Regions from separate parts of the Mus musculus genome. Here all the other regions are linked to region 2. A link is a contact called in public ChIA-PET and HiCAR-type data. All regions are on one chromosome and are shown on one strand. The core of a region is the stretch at or near the end of the contact, and the rest is flanking DNA. Distances in the headings are between cores, read along the strand shown. Region 1 has its middle 33 kb from the start of 4930529L06Rik. Region 2 holds the start of Mir155hg (Mir155 host gene (non-protein coding)). Region 3 has its middle 58 kb from the start of 4930529L06Rik.

Region 1 (4,023 bases), core at 922-3,421, 67 kb before region 2:
GCTTGGCCATCATTACACATTTTATCAAATTGTAAAGCTGAATCATTTTACATGTATATTGTGAGTTTACATGTGAGTGTGAGGGATTTCCCCCACCTTTGAGTCTAAAAACAACACCCAGAAAGATTAGAAAAATGTTATTATATTTTCATTTATGAGAGAGAAAGAGAGAAAGAGAGAGAGAGAGAGAGAGAGAGAGAGAGAGAGAGAGAGAGAGAGAGAGAGAGAGAGAGACTGTATTAAGAAGTATAGGGATCTATTTATTTTCTGTATGAGTGCTCTATCTGCATGTACATTTGCATGCCAGAAGAGGGCAGTAAATCCCATTACAGATGGTTGTGAGGCACCATGTGGTTGTTGGGAGTTGAACTCAGGACCTCTGGAAGAGCAGCCAATGCTCTTAACCTCTGAGCTGTAGCAGAGGATGGCCTAGTCGGTCATCAATGGGAGGAGAGGCCCTTGGTCCTGTGAAGGCTCTATGCTCCAGTATAGGGGAATGCCAGGGACAGGAAGCAGGAGTGGGTGGATTGGTGAGCAAGGGGAGGTGGAAGGGAATAGGGGGTTTTCAGAGGGGAAACCAGGAACGGGGATAACACTTGAAATGTAAATAAAGAAAATATCTAGTTTTTTATATATATATATGAAGTATAGGGATCTGGGAGGATAGCTTAATAGGTAAAATTGTTTGCTGTCCAAGCATAAAGACCTGAGTTCAAATACACAGAGCCCATATAAAACTTGGATCCATAAGAAATGCTTATAATTACAATGCTCCTGTGGGAAGATTAGAAACAGAAATGGGAGAATTCCCAAAACCTCATGGGCTGGACAGTCTGGTGTACGTTGCTGGGCAGGGGGCAAAAAGGGAACCTTATCCCCTTTCTCAAACACAGTAGAGGGTAAAGAACAAACACCCAAGGTTATCCTCTGACCATACATATGGGCACCTTGGCCATGTTCATGCCTGCATTCATACATGCATAAATACACATATACATGCATACATACACACATACATACGCAGAGGAGGGGGATAAAGAGAGGAGAGATTTTTCTCCTATTTCATATGGGAAGCAAGCTTTTTCCTTTGGAGCAACAACACCAGAATAACAAGACCATAGCCTCAGAAAACAGTTGTAAAGGTTTAGCCTTATTTTCTCATGCTTATTTTTTTATTGACTTAAACCAACTCCCATCCAGTTCTCTTGTCTTTAATATTTTACATTTTCCTTCAAATAATCACTATCTTTTGATATTTCCAAAATATCCATTTACTTTCATTGATATTATTGCAAAGGTCACTTCAGTATATTATTTCAGACACTGTAATTTAAGGAGAAAGATAATGGATGCTCAAAAAGTTTTTTGTTTGTTTTTTTTTTTTCAAGATGTACAGCCTTCCTCAGAAGCCACTTCTCTGAATAGAAACACTTAGTTTTCAACATCACTTAAATGCATGTTATTATGGCTTGGAAATATTATGTGATTGGCATGTGCAACTTTTAAATGCTGCTGATTAGAAAAATATTCCTTTAAAGCACAAAAATTACACCAATTGTCTGAAGTATAATTTGTGTGGCTATGTTATCTGTTGTCTTCAGGGTAAAAAAATAAAAAAATAAAAAAAACACAATGTTTGCTCCATGTTTTTAATTTACTCTGTTTGATTGGTTTCAAATGAGGAGTCTCCATGCAAACTACAACTAAAGTTTAAAACCATTTAAGCAGAAATTGTTGAATTCAGTGAGGCGAGTTTATTTAACAATCCAAAAAAAAAAACCCTCCTCCTGTCAGTTGGCCGTGTCAACTCATAAATACGCTTTTGATGTAGTCCTCATAGCAGTTGGATTTTGAATAACAACATGGTCCAAGACATACCCTGAGACTCATAAAGCATTTCTGACACCTACGTCCAAAACAGCAGCCTTCAGAAGAAAAGGGAAGAGTGGGGGTTCTAAGAAAAGGGCAGGAATTCTTCCCAACGTTTAGTGGTCGAGCTGAGTTGCTAAATTCTACGTTGCAACAGTCTATGTACTTTGCATGAAAAAAAAATACATCGTTTTATTCACCATACAAAAAGTCCCTTTGAACACACTCTATTTGGGGGTAATTTTCTGACTCAAAGAGTTTGTCTTATTTCCCCAGGGATGCTTTAATCATTTCTCTCTTTTACCCACTGAAGACCTCAAAGAATCCAGTTATGTGTCACAAATGCACATATGCGCCAGATACATTCAGAGCATACCTTTCCTGCTAAAGAGGTAGGAGCAGAAGAATAGAGCTTTTGTAAGCAGAATGAGAGCTTCCCCGCGTATTTGAGGCCAGGTTCTTAAGACAAAGTTTCACAACAACTCCTTAATATTCATTAATGGATCAATGTCTTATGCCAAAGGATTAAGCCTCAGTAATTTTTTTCCCTTCATTTCACAGTTCAGCCAAGGGGCACTTTTTAGAGAAATAGCTGAAATCTAGAAAAACTTAGTGGAAAATATATATTTAAAATAAACCAAGTTCAGATCTCCATAGCTAGTCCAAGCCAGGAAATACCTAGATTAGACACAGTGGTATAAAGCAAGATGTATACATGATTTCTATGTATTCTTGAGTTAGAACTCTAGCTCACAATGTCCTATAGATCACCCAGGATAGGACAACAAACTTCTCCTACTGCATTTGTGTTTATTTTCATTTTTCAATACTGCCTTCTCTAACTCTCCATATTTCAAACAACTAAATTATTGCATCAGAAAAATTGTCAGTTACTTTACTAGTTTAAATGAAAATTTTTGTCAGTGTGCAGTCACAGTTTGGTTTCTGTTCCATAATAAAATGCCTGAGAGTAGGTAATGTATAATGAAAGGAAACTTACTTGGCTCACAGATGTTTAGTGCTTGAGATGAGCTCAGCCTCTATGCATTTCTATAAAATGAGCATGTTAGATTCCGGGTTTCTCTAAATACTAAATTCCTCTTAAATCTTTATTGGCCTTTCTGTCTTCTCAAAGGTGAAAGAAAAAAAAATCAGAGCCCTGATTCAAGATGGCAGACTAGGCCACCCGGCAGGTCTTGTCTGAGATACCGGTGCTGAAAACCAACGCTGGACGCCGAGATCAGGAGTTGTGGGTGCAGCGACTAAAGAAAGAATATCAGTCCCTTATCCGGTATGTGGAGAACAAGAATTCGGACTGTAGTACAACAAGGAAGGGACTCGGTGGTTTGGAAAATGCTAGTACATCCATGACTTCCTCAAATATGAGTTTGACATTGAGTTTGAAATTCCTATTACATATCCTACTACAGCTCCAGAAACTGCAGTCCATGAACTGGTTGGGAAGAGAGCAAAGACGTACTGGGGTAATCCCAGCACTCGGGAGGCAGAGGCAGGCGGATTTCTGAGTTCGAGGCCAGCCTGGTCTACAGAGTGAATTCCAGGACAGCAAGGGCTACACAGAGAAACCCTGTCTCGAAAAATAAACAAACAAAAACAAAACAAAACAAAAGACATGCAAGGGTGGCAAAATATGTCTGATCATTTCAAACCTTTGTGGGCCAGGAATGTGCCCAAGTTTGGACTAGCTCACCTCCTGGCCCCGGGGCTGGGTCTTTGGCTGGCAGTGATTCAGAAAGGTGTGATCCAGCACAAAGAAAAATGCAACCAATGAAGGATGAATCCTCTGAGGTGGGACAGAGGGTCTGTGGCTAGGCTCTATTCCTGTTTTCTCCTTTCTCATGATTCCTTCAAGGGTCACCTCTGGCTGTTACAAAGTAGCTGGAGGAACAAATAACAAAAACCCAACAAAAGGGCAATGTCACAAAGTTTCTACATTAAGCCTGAACAGAGAGGTGAAAGATTTGGGCCTTGAAAGAGGCAATTTGTATCCCTTCTCCAAGTAGAGCCCTAGAGGCATTTTGGAGGCATGGGGTGTAACTGACACCACATAGCCTTTTGGTTTCTGGAGACAGCCTGTGAACAAAAGCTGCTTCCCATGTTAAACACACACACACACACACATACACACACACA
Region 2 (4,230 bases), core at 746-3,245:
TAAACCATTTTAATTGTCCAAAATATGACCTTCTTTTCACCTAGTGGCTTTAAAACTAGAATTTGTGTTACTCTATCAATACACAATCATGCTTTTCCAAAGAAGTGGATATTCATTCACTTCAGAACCTCAAAGGAACAGTTTCCAAAAATTTGTATATGTCAAAGTGAATAGCTAGGGCTGTCCCACATGGTATTGGTGAAAAATACAACCACTGGCTTCCTATAAAGAAAATATTTCATCATGCAGTTTCTTTGATAACTCTCGAATGGTTGGTGCTAAGAATAAGCCAGACAAAAAAATAAGCACATAGATATATACACATGTATATACATATATATATAATTGTAGGAGGATCTAATTCATGATTTTCTTGCTTGTTTGCTTGTACGTATGTTTGTTTGAAATACAGTCTCTCCCTATATAAACCAGAGTAGCCTGGAACTCCCAGAAACCTTACTGCCTCTGCTTTTTGAGTGCTAAGATTAAGGGTGTGTGCCACCACACTTGGCCTACAACTCATGATTTTAACATAAAGTGAGACCCTCATAAAACAAATGGAGTCATTTGAGAGAAAAGGTGGGAATGAATGCAGATGTCTTTGATAACTCAATCAGAAACTTAAAACTGGTTACAGTGGCAAAGTTTGTTTGTATGTATGTATATGTGTGTGTATGTATGTATGTATGTATGTATGTATGTATGTATGTATGTATGTATATGTGTGTATGTATGTATGTATGTATGTATGTATGTATGTAGATATATGTGTGTATATGTATATGATGAAAGTTGAAGATGAGTATGAATATGATGCCCTTTCTTACAGCTCCAAAAGTTCATCTACCCTACTCTGTATGTGTGTGTCTGTGTGTGTGTGTTATATGTGTGAGATACATGTGTGTGTGTGTGTTACCACAAAAAAATTACTAAAAATAAAAAGATCCAGTATAGGACATATTCTTCTCTGAGTACCTTAGCTGATAACATTTTCCCTGGCAAATCAGCAAGACTAGACAGATTGTGACATTCTATGCCTCCCTTATACCTCAAAATATTATCCTGAAGAAAAGTCTAATTATATTCTCCTGGAATGTCCTTAGGTTTAGGCTATACCACAGAGAAATGGTGATATGCCACATAGTGAATGGGACCTGGACTTACGATTTGTCTGAACTAAATATAGTGCTTAAGGTTGGTCGAGATTTTTACCTAAGGTCAAAAGAGTTGATTGCAATAGCAATTCCTAACATTATATTTTATTATTTATTGAGACGGGGTCCAATATAGCCCAAGCTGACCCCAGAGGTGATAAGTAATTGGGAACAGCCCTGAGCTCATGATCCTCCTAAGTCCATCTCTCAAGTCCTGAGATCAAAGGCTGCACCAGTGTCCATGTATGTGGTACTTGGGAATCAAACCTAGGCTTTTCATGTAGATAGATGATAGATAGATAGATAGATAGATAGATAGATAGATAGATAGATAGATAGATAGATAGGTGTGTATGTGTGCACACATGTATGTATATATGTAATATACATATATATGTATATATGGCTATACATATATATGTATATATGGCTATATATATATAGCCAGATGTGGTGGTATATGGCTATAATTCCAGAATTTGGGAGACTGAAGTGTAAGGTCATGAGTTCAAGGCCAGCCTAGGTTATATAGGGCAACCTTGGCTACCTATACTAAATATATTCTTGGTAATACCTTTATTCAGATGGTATCTTTAAAGGATAGAAACAGAACTTATAGATAAGTTATTTACTTAAATTGGAATGGGGTTATGTAGGCACTCATGCACACATGCACAGTTGCATATATTCTCCCTAATGGGTCAATAATATGGCATGAAGTAGAACACTAGAATCTTAATAGATTTACTGAGGACTTACTGAGTTCAATGCACTATGAAGAGAAAAGGTATTATTACAGTCTTTCTTTTGGCTGAAATAAAATCCAAGATTGAAACTGTGTAATTCACAGACTTTCCTCATGAAACCAGCTCATCTGAGAAAACAGCAAAGTTTAAAAAAGAAATACTATCAGTAAGTATGATATATTTCCTTGGTTTGGAAATTTCCAAGCCACGATATTCTGCCCTGTCAAAATATATTCACTGGGGAATTTTTAACTTGATGCATTTCTTTTGAACTTAATCACATTTCTACATCTAGCTGGTTTCATTATTAAAGAAAAGAAAAGGTGGTTCCCCTCTGGTCCTAAAGGGAACCACAGACTTGAGTGATGCTTGAACTTCTAGGTTCGCGTACAGTAACACTGAAACCAGAAACTTGTGGGAGAAATGTCACTTTATCTGAGAGAGTAAAATCCAACTCTAACAGGAAACAGCAAATTCATCTTTTTTCTTTTTCTAAACCACTCTGCTGGAGACAAGTCCCTTGAGTCAGAGCTCTTTAAGGCGCACTTCCTTTACATGGGTCAAACTGAAGCCACCGGTTTGTGAGTCCCCAAAGGAATCACTGGAGGACAACAGGAGCATTTTCAGATACCTTTCAGGGCAGACCTGCCCTGGCTGTACCCCCTATCTTGAAGAAAAAGAAAAACGAATAAGGTGAAAATCGCAACTACTATTTATAGAATCAAAATGGGTTCATCCATTGAGTTTTAACTTTCAAAAATCATAAAGTACCATCCTAAATATCTGAGATTTCTTGAATTGCCTAGTGACCTGTGGGATGTACGTCAGAATATTACCCAGAACTGAAGTTGTGTCCTTTGAACTTCAGCATTGTAGAACTATGAACCGTGGCTGTGTTAAAAATGATACATGTATTCAAATATTTCCACAGAATTTAAAGTTTGATTTTATAATTAGTTTTTAAATTGCAAACCTTACAAAAATTTTCCAAAATTTACTTAGAAGCATTTCAGAGCTCTTTTCTTTCAAAGCTGAAGTCTACCTTGCCTTCAGATTCATAATCGTTCACTCTACTTTATAACTAACTGTGTGCGTACACACAACTATTTCTTTTTCTCTTTGCAGGTGCTGCAAACCAGGAAGGGGAAGTGTGTGGTTTAAGTTGCATATCCCTTATCCTCTGGCTGCTGGAGGCTTGCTGAAGGCTGTATGCTGTTAATGCTAATTGTGATAGGGGTTTTGGCCTCTGACTGACTCCTACCTGTTAGCATTAACAGGACACAAGGCCTGTTACTAGCACTCACATGGAACAAATGGCCACCGTGGGAGGATGACAAGTCCAAGAGTCACCCTGCTGGATGAACGTAGATGTCAGACTCTATCATTTAATGTGCTAGTCATAACCTGGTTACTAGGATAGTCCACTGTAAGTGTTACGATAAATGTCATTTAAAAGATAGATCAGCAGTATCCTAAACAACATCTCAACTTCAAGCCCACATGTTTATTTTTTATCTTGAATGGAAAGTGAAACTTGTATCATTTTTATTTCAAAATTATGTTCATAACCATCTTCAATGATTCAACCAGAATACAAAATGAATGCACTAAAAAGGACATTTCTATATTTCTGTAGTTAAAATTCAGGACGGCCATTCTCGACTGACATCTAGGATTGTCTGGAATACCTCTTGTAAGACTTGGAATTGGCATTTTTTCCACATTACAATGTATTAGTCAACTTTGATTTAAAATTTGTAACTCTTGTGTTTTAGTGTAAGGAAAAATTTAGGGTTAGTGTTAGAGTTTAGGGCTAGGTAAGGAAAAACTGAGTCAACACTGAATGATTTTTTTAAAATCTATGAGCCAGCTGTTGGTAGTTTACTCCTTTAATCCCAGCACTCGGGAGGCAGAGACAGGCAGATGGCTGAGTCGAAGGCCAACCTGGTCTACAGAGTGAGCTCCAGGACAGCCTTAGCTACACAGAAAAATGCCTTATCAAAAAATTAAGAAAATAAGATGAAGTATTAAAAAGTGACATGACAAATCATTCCTGAGGGCTACCTATATATTCCTCACACGGTATAAATATTTAATTTAATTAATATTTAATTTCAAATATTCACATTTGAAATGAAACCCAAATCTGGGTTCAAGCTTACTGCTTTAGCTGCACAGTAAAGCTGTGTAGTAAGGAGACCCACGTTTCCTACGCATTTCTTCATGAATGCGGATGAAACTTTACAAGGTTGGTGTGCAGCTCACTGGAGATGAACAACTCTTTGTAAGGTAATAAAATCCCACAGTGATGTCTTAAAGCCAATCCAAAA
Region 3 (4,050 bases), core at 567-3,066, 91 kb before region 2:
TAGTCAATAACTGGTCGGGAAGATTTAGAATGTTCTTAACACAAGCAAATGGGACATGTTTAAGGTCAATTACCCTACACTGATCATAACTTTGAATATACCGATTGAACGATCACCATGACCCATATATATGCACAATTATTATCTATCAATTGCCTACTTTCTCAAAATTCAGTTCATACCTATGAGAGCTTGTTTGGAGGTTCTAGATGGAGAGTGTATCTGCTCTTATACCCTTGACAGAAGGTCCTCTTCTTTTCGGGGAAGGTGGCCCCTCTTTAGCTGAGCTCGATGCTTAAGGAGGGTTGCAAATGGAGCCATGAGGGATGAAAAGGATGGCCATCCAGTTAACCAGATCAACCACATCAACTCTGGAGCTGAGTCAGGTAAAATGCCACAGCCACAGGGCCCTCACTTCCCATCTCATGCAAATGAAAGTGACATCTCTGCTTGGATGTTTCTCATCTCTTAAACATCTTCAACCAGAAGAGCTGGTAACATGAAAGAAGATCCAAAGCAGGGTGGAAAGAAAGAAAAATTCTAATCTGGGAAAAAGGAGAGGTGGAGGGGAGAAATTAATGCATTTATAGGAAAAGACATCGTGACATTATTCTTTGGTGGAAAACATTGGGTGATAGACAGCCAGAGACGGTGATTTTCTTCTTAATGGAAAGACTAATTTATAACCAAACAACTTTTTAAATGATGTCAATCTCTACTAAGGCCTTGGCAAAATTTCCACTGAACTAATGCAGTTAAAGAACTAGAAAGGCATTAGCCATAAATCGTATACTTTACAATGCTCACACATCTTTATGATCTTGTCTGCAAATCTCATAAGATTCCTGTTCCTTTGAGCTTCTTGCTTACTAGAATCCTGAAATCTCAGAAGAAAGGTCTTCCCTGTGGGTTTCCACAAAGCATGTCAAGTACAAGGATTCGTTTTTAAGACACTGGTTTTTCATTTATTCTGCAACTGTTTGTTGAGTGTTACCATGTACCAGGAAGACCCTGAGCAGACACCACACTGAGCCAAAGGCAATCTGCAATATGAATGAAGGTTCTCCAACCTAAGAAGTCAGTCTCCCCTACCCCAACTCTCCCCCTCCCCCTCCCCCTCCCCCTTCCCCTCCCCTTCCCTCTCCCCATCCCCCTCCCCCTCTCCCTCTCCCCTTCTACCTCCCTCTCCCTCCCTCTCCCTCTCCCTCTCCCCCTATACCTCCCTCTCCCCCTCTACCTCCCACTCTCCGTCTTCCTCTCCCTCTTCCCCTCTACCTCCCTCTCCCCCTCTACCTCCCACTCTCCCTTTCCCTCTTCTCCTTCCTCTCTCTCTTTCTTTCTCTTGCCCCTCTTGCCCTGTCTCCCTTTCTTCCTCCCCCCTCATTACTCCCTCTCTTCCTCTTCCCCTCCCTCCCTCCCTCTCTTTCTTCCTCAATTGATATCATTAGTGCAATGATCAAGAAAATAAATTCTAGAGTTGAAGTTTAAGCCCTATTTCCAGTAAGAAAAAAATGTGTTTTATACTAATAAAGAATTTATTAATACATTAAAATAAACAAACACTAGAGGATAGCACAAGCCGCCCTGGGGTGTGCAGCGTGACAATCATCCCTCAAGCAGCTCTCAGACAGGGTTTTGATTTTGACACACTGCATCCTCTTTTTCCTTGAGAAATGATTCCTGGGTTGTTGCCAGTCAGCCAGCGCTCCTTGAATATTTCTAAGTTATTCCATCCAACCCACTCTTTCCTCCCTCAGGGCGTCGTTAGCACAGGCACTCAGTTTCAGTTTCACTTTTTCAAACTGATAGTATTGAGAAAAAAAAAAAAACCCTGAAGTGAAAGTGTGAATCATAACACTCAGGAGTTTAGGGCCAGCGACCCATTTATAACTCAGAAAACCATGGGGTATTTCCAGACTGATGTCATTCAAAGAGAGAATGCCAGGACTGCTGAAGAATGAGAGAAATTACCCAGGCTGGTTGGGGATTTAGATAACAAGTGGGATATTCCCAGCTAATTATTTTTATATATATTTTTTTTTAAAAATGTTTTTCACAAGACCAATCTAAGTTTCAAATCCTCATGCTGACACTTATCTCAGAAATTGCCACTGTACTTTGAGTCACTTTTAATTCTCATAACAGAGACCATGTACACTAAGATATTGATTTAGATAGGACAGCAAAAAGCCAAGGCTGGAGACATGCACTTACAAGGCAGCCTTCGGAGGGTCGAGCCAGGATAACAAGCTCTGGGCTAGAATGGGCTACACAGCAAGTTTAAGGCCAGCTTATGCTACTCGGTAAAAACCTTTCTTCAAAATACAATGGCTGAGGTTATAACTCAGTGTCGAACCATTTACTTACCAAGCTAAATCCCCGGGTTTACATCTCTGTACATATAATAAGGATACTACAATATAAAGCTTTTATACTGTCTTTTTTATTTTCTTTGAAGATGTACCTAAATGCTAGCTATCATAAATTTGTAAGAAACTATTTTGCTTATGAATATGGTGTTGCATAGGAATAAACTACCTTTGCTCATTGATTGAGTTTTACTTTATACTCTTTGAAAAAGAAATAGACATCAATTGTCATTTTTTTAACTAAAAATTAATAGGATATTTCTCTTCTCCCCACTACAATGAAGCTCTTTGGAAATTTTCCAGGTTTAAGTAGATGTTAAACCTAGCACACATCATAAAGAAGAAATGTTTTCCAGCGAATATTTTCTTCTTGCTCTCTACATTTGCTAAGGAAATGCTGCTGGCTTCAGCTCTGTCATATTGGCTCTTCAGTTTGCTGGTTGCTTTGGTAATGTTTTCTAAATCCACTTGTGAGTCAAAGCTGCTGCTACCCTCTGCAATGAGTGTACAACTTGGTCTCTTGTGAATCAATGTTCCTGACGTGTTAGAAAGCAGAATTTTTAGTTGGGCAGTGTTGGTGCACACCTGTAGTCCCAGCACTTGGGAGGCAGAGGCAGGCGGATTTCTGAGTTTGAGTCCAGCCTGGTCTACAAAGTGAGTTCCAGGACAGCCAGGGCTACACAAATCCTGTCTCAAAAAAAACAAAAACAAAAACAAAAACAAAAACAAAAACAAAAACAAAAACAAAAACAAAAACAAAAACAAAACAAAACAAAGAAAGGAGGGAGGGAGGGAGGGAGGGAGGGAGGGAGGGAGGGAGGAAGGAAGGAAGGAAGGAAGGAAGGAAGGAAGGAAGGAAGAAAAGCAGAGTTTTCTCCACATACCAATGCTTATTAATATCTCCATTTTCGTCCCTTGGCTTTTGAGGCTTATGCATGGGCCCAATGGTTAAGCCCCAAATACTGTCTCGATACCTGTAATAAAATAACTAATTTATTATTCTGGATCTTTCAGATGACTCTCCCAAACAGATGGGGTTGAGGAACATATTTTAACTTGTATCAGCAAATTAAATTCCCCCCTGTTTCCTAGAGTAATTGGAAGTTCACAGACTTTGTGAAGTAAAATCTGTAAATTTTTAGGTCAGTCAGGGTGGCATGCACTTGTAATCCCAGCCTTTCAGAGGCCAGGCAGGAGGATCACACATTCACTCAAGGATAGCTTTGACCACACAAGATGCTTTCTTTCTCCAACATTTAAAAAAAAAAGAAGAAGAAGAAGAAGAAGGATTAAAAGAAAATGTATGTGTATAAAGTTGAGCAAGAAATAGATGGGAAATCTCTATGTTCTTAATTTTATTATGAAGCTGAAACATTTCTAAAAATAGGGTTCATTATGAAAAAATAAAAGAACAGGCCATTAAGCACAAATTAAATCATGGAATATATTTGATGACATCAGCATTTTAATGTCTACCCATTCAACTCTATAAACAAAGCTGAGAGGCAAGCGAGAAAAAAGGGAGAGGGAATATTTACAAGATGTTTGAACAATAAATTCAATCGAAAATAGTATTTAAACAACCTATAAACAAGAAAAGAAGACTAACCCAGTAAATATGTGGTTATAAACAACCCAGCCTGAAGGACAGAAGAAAAGCAATAAAATTATAAAGAAAAAA

The links. ChIA-PET counts read pairs in DNA pulled down with a chosen protein or histone mark. HiCAR-type assays count read pairs that join an accessible place to other places.
Region 1: a contact with region 2 is called in a HiCAR-type map of Th17 cells, with 4 times the contacts expected there. The contact joins the enhancer-like site here to the promoter of Mir155hg in region 2. A contact is called at or near these places in 4 of 39 promoter capture datasets (the 3T3-L1 cell line, 3T3-L1-derived adipocytes and the C10 cell line), 1 of 15 datasets of contacts at CTCF or cohesin (CD8 T cells), 7 of 484 Hi-C or Micro-C datasets (B cells, ECoMG myeloid progenitors, Th1 cells and 3 more) and 7 of 115 datasets of contacts at active chromatin or transcription factors (CD8 T cells, Th17 cells, bone marrow-derived dendritic cells and 3 more).
Region 3: an RNA polymerase II ChIA-PET map of effector CD8 T cells shows a contact between it and region 2, with 139 read pairs. The contact joins the enhancer-like site here to the promoter of Mir155hg in region 2. A contact is called at or near these places in 7 of 39 promoter capture datasets (the 3T3-L1 cell line, 3T3-L1-derived adipocytes, the C10 cell line and 2 more), 1 of 15 datasets of contacts at CTCF or cohesin (CD8 T cells), 27 of 484 Hi-C or Micro-C datasets (B cells, CD4 T cells, CD8 T cells and 20 more), 12 of 115 datasets of contacts at active chromatin or transcription factors (CD8 T cells, Th17 cells, Th2 cells and 8 more) and 1 of 9 other capture datasets (bone marrow-derived macrophages).

Annotation. Positions count from the first base shown.
Region 1 is chr16:84,644,335-84,648,357 of GRCm38.p6, forward strand. It overlaps the pseudogene Gm2349. Among named protein-coding and RNA genes, the nearest start is that of 4930529L06Rik, 33 kb to the right of the region's middle. Within about 2 kb of position 2,172, at least 13 of the 459 cell types and tissues checked have an H3K27ac peak or open chromatin away from gene starts, as enhancers often do. A contact at or near this core is called in Th17 cells, where this site is marked.
Region 2 is chr16:84,711,028-84,715,257 of GRCm38.p6, forward strand. It overlaps Mir155hg (Mir155 host gene (non-protein coding)), which reads left to right and starts at 1,996. Exons shown (of 2, transcript NR_132106.1): 1 at 1,996-2,066; 2 at 3,026-4,218. Mir155 (microRNA 155) reads left to right here and starts at 3,113; the gene lies at 3,113-3,177.
Region 3 is chr16:84,619,710-84,623,759 of GRCm38.p6, forward strand. No RefSeq gene overlaps it. Among named protein-coding and RNA genes, the nearest start is that of 4930529L06Rik, 58 kb to the right of the region's middle. Within about 2 kb of position 1,817, at least 148 of the 459 cell types and tissues checked have an H3K27ac peak or open chromatin away from gene starts, as enhancers often do. A contact at or near this core is called in B cells, CD8 T cells, CD8 central memory T cells and 18 more, where this site is marked.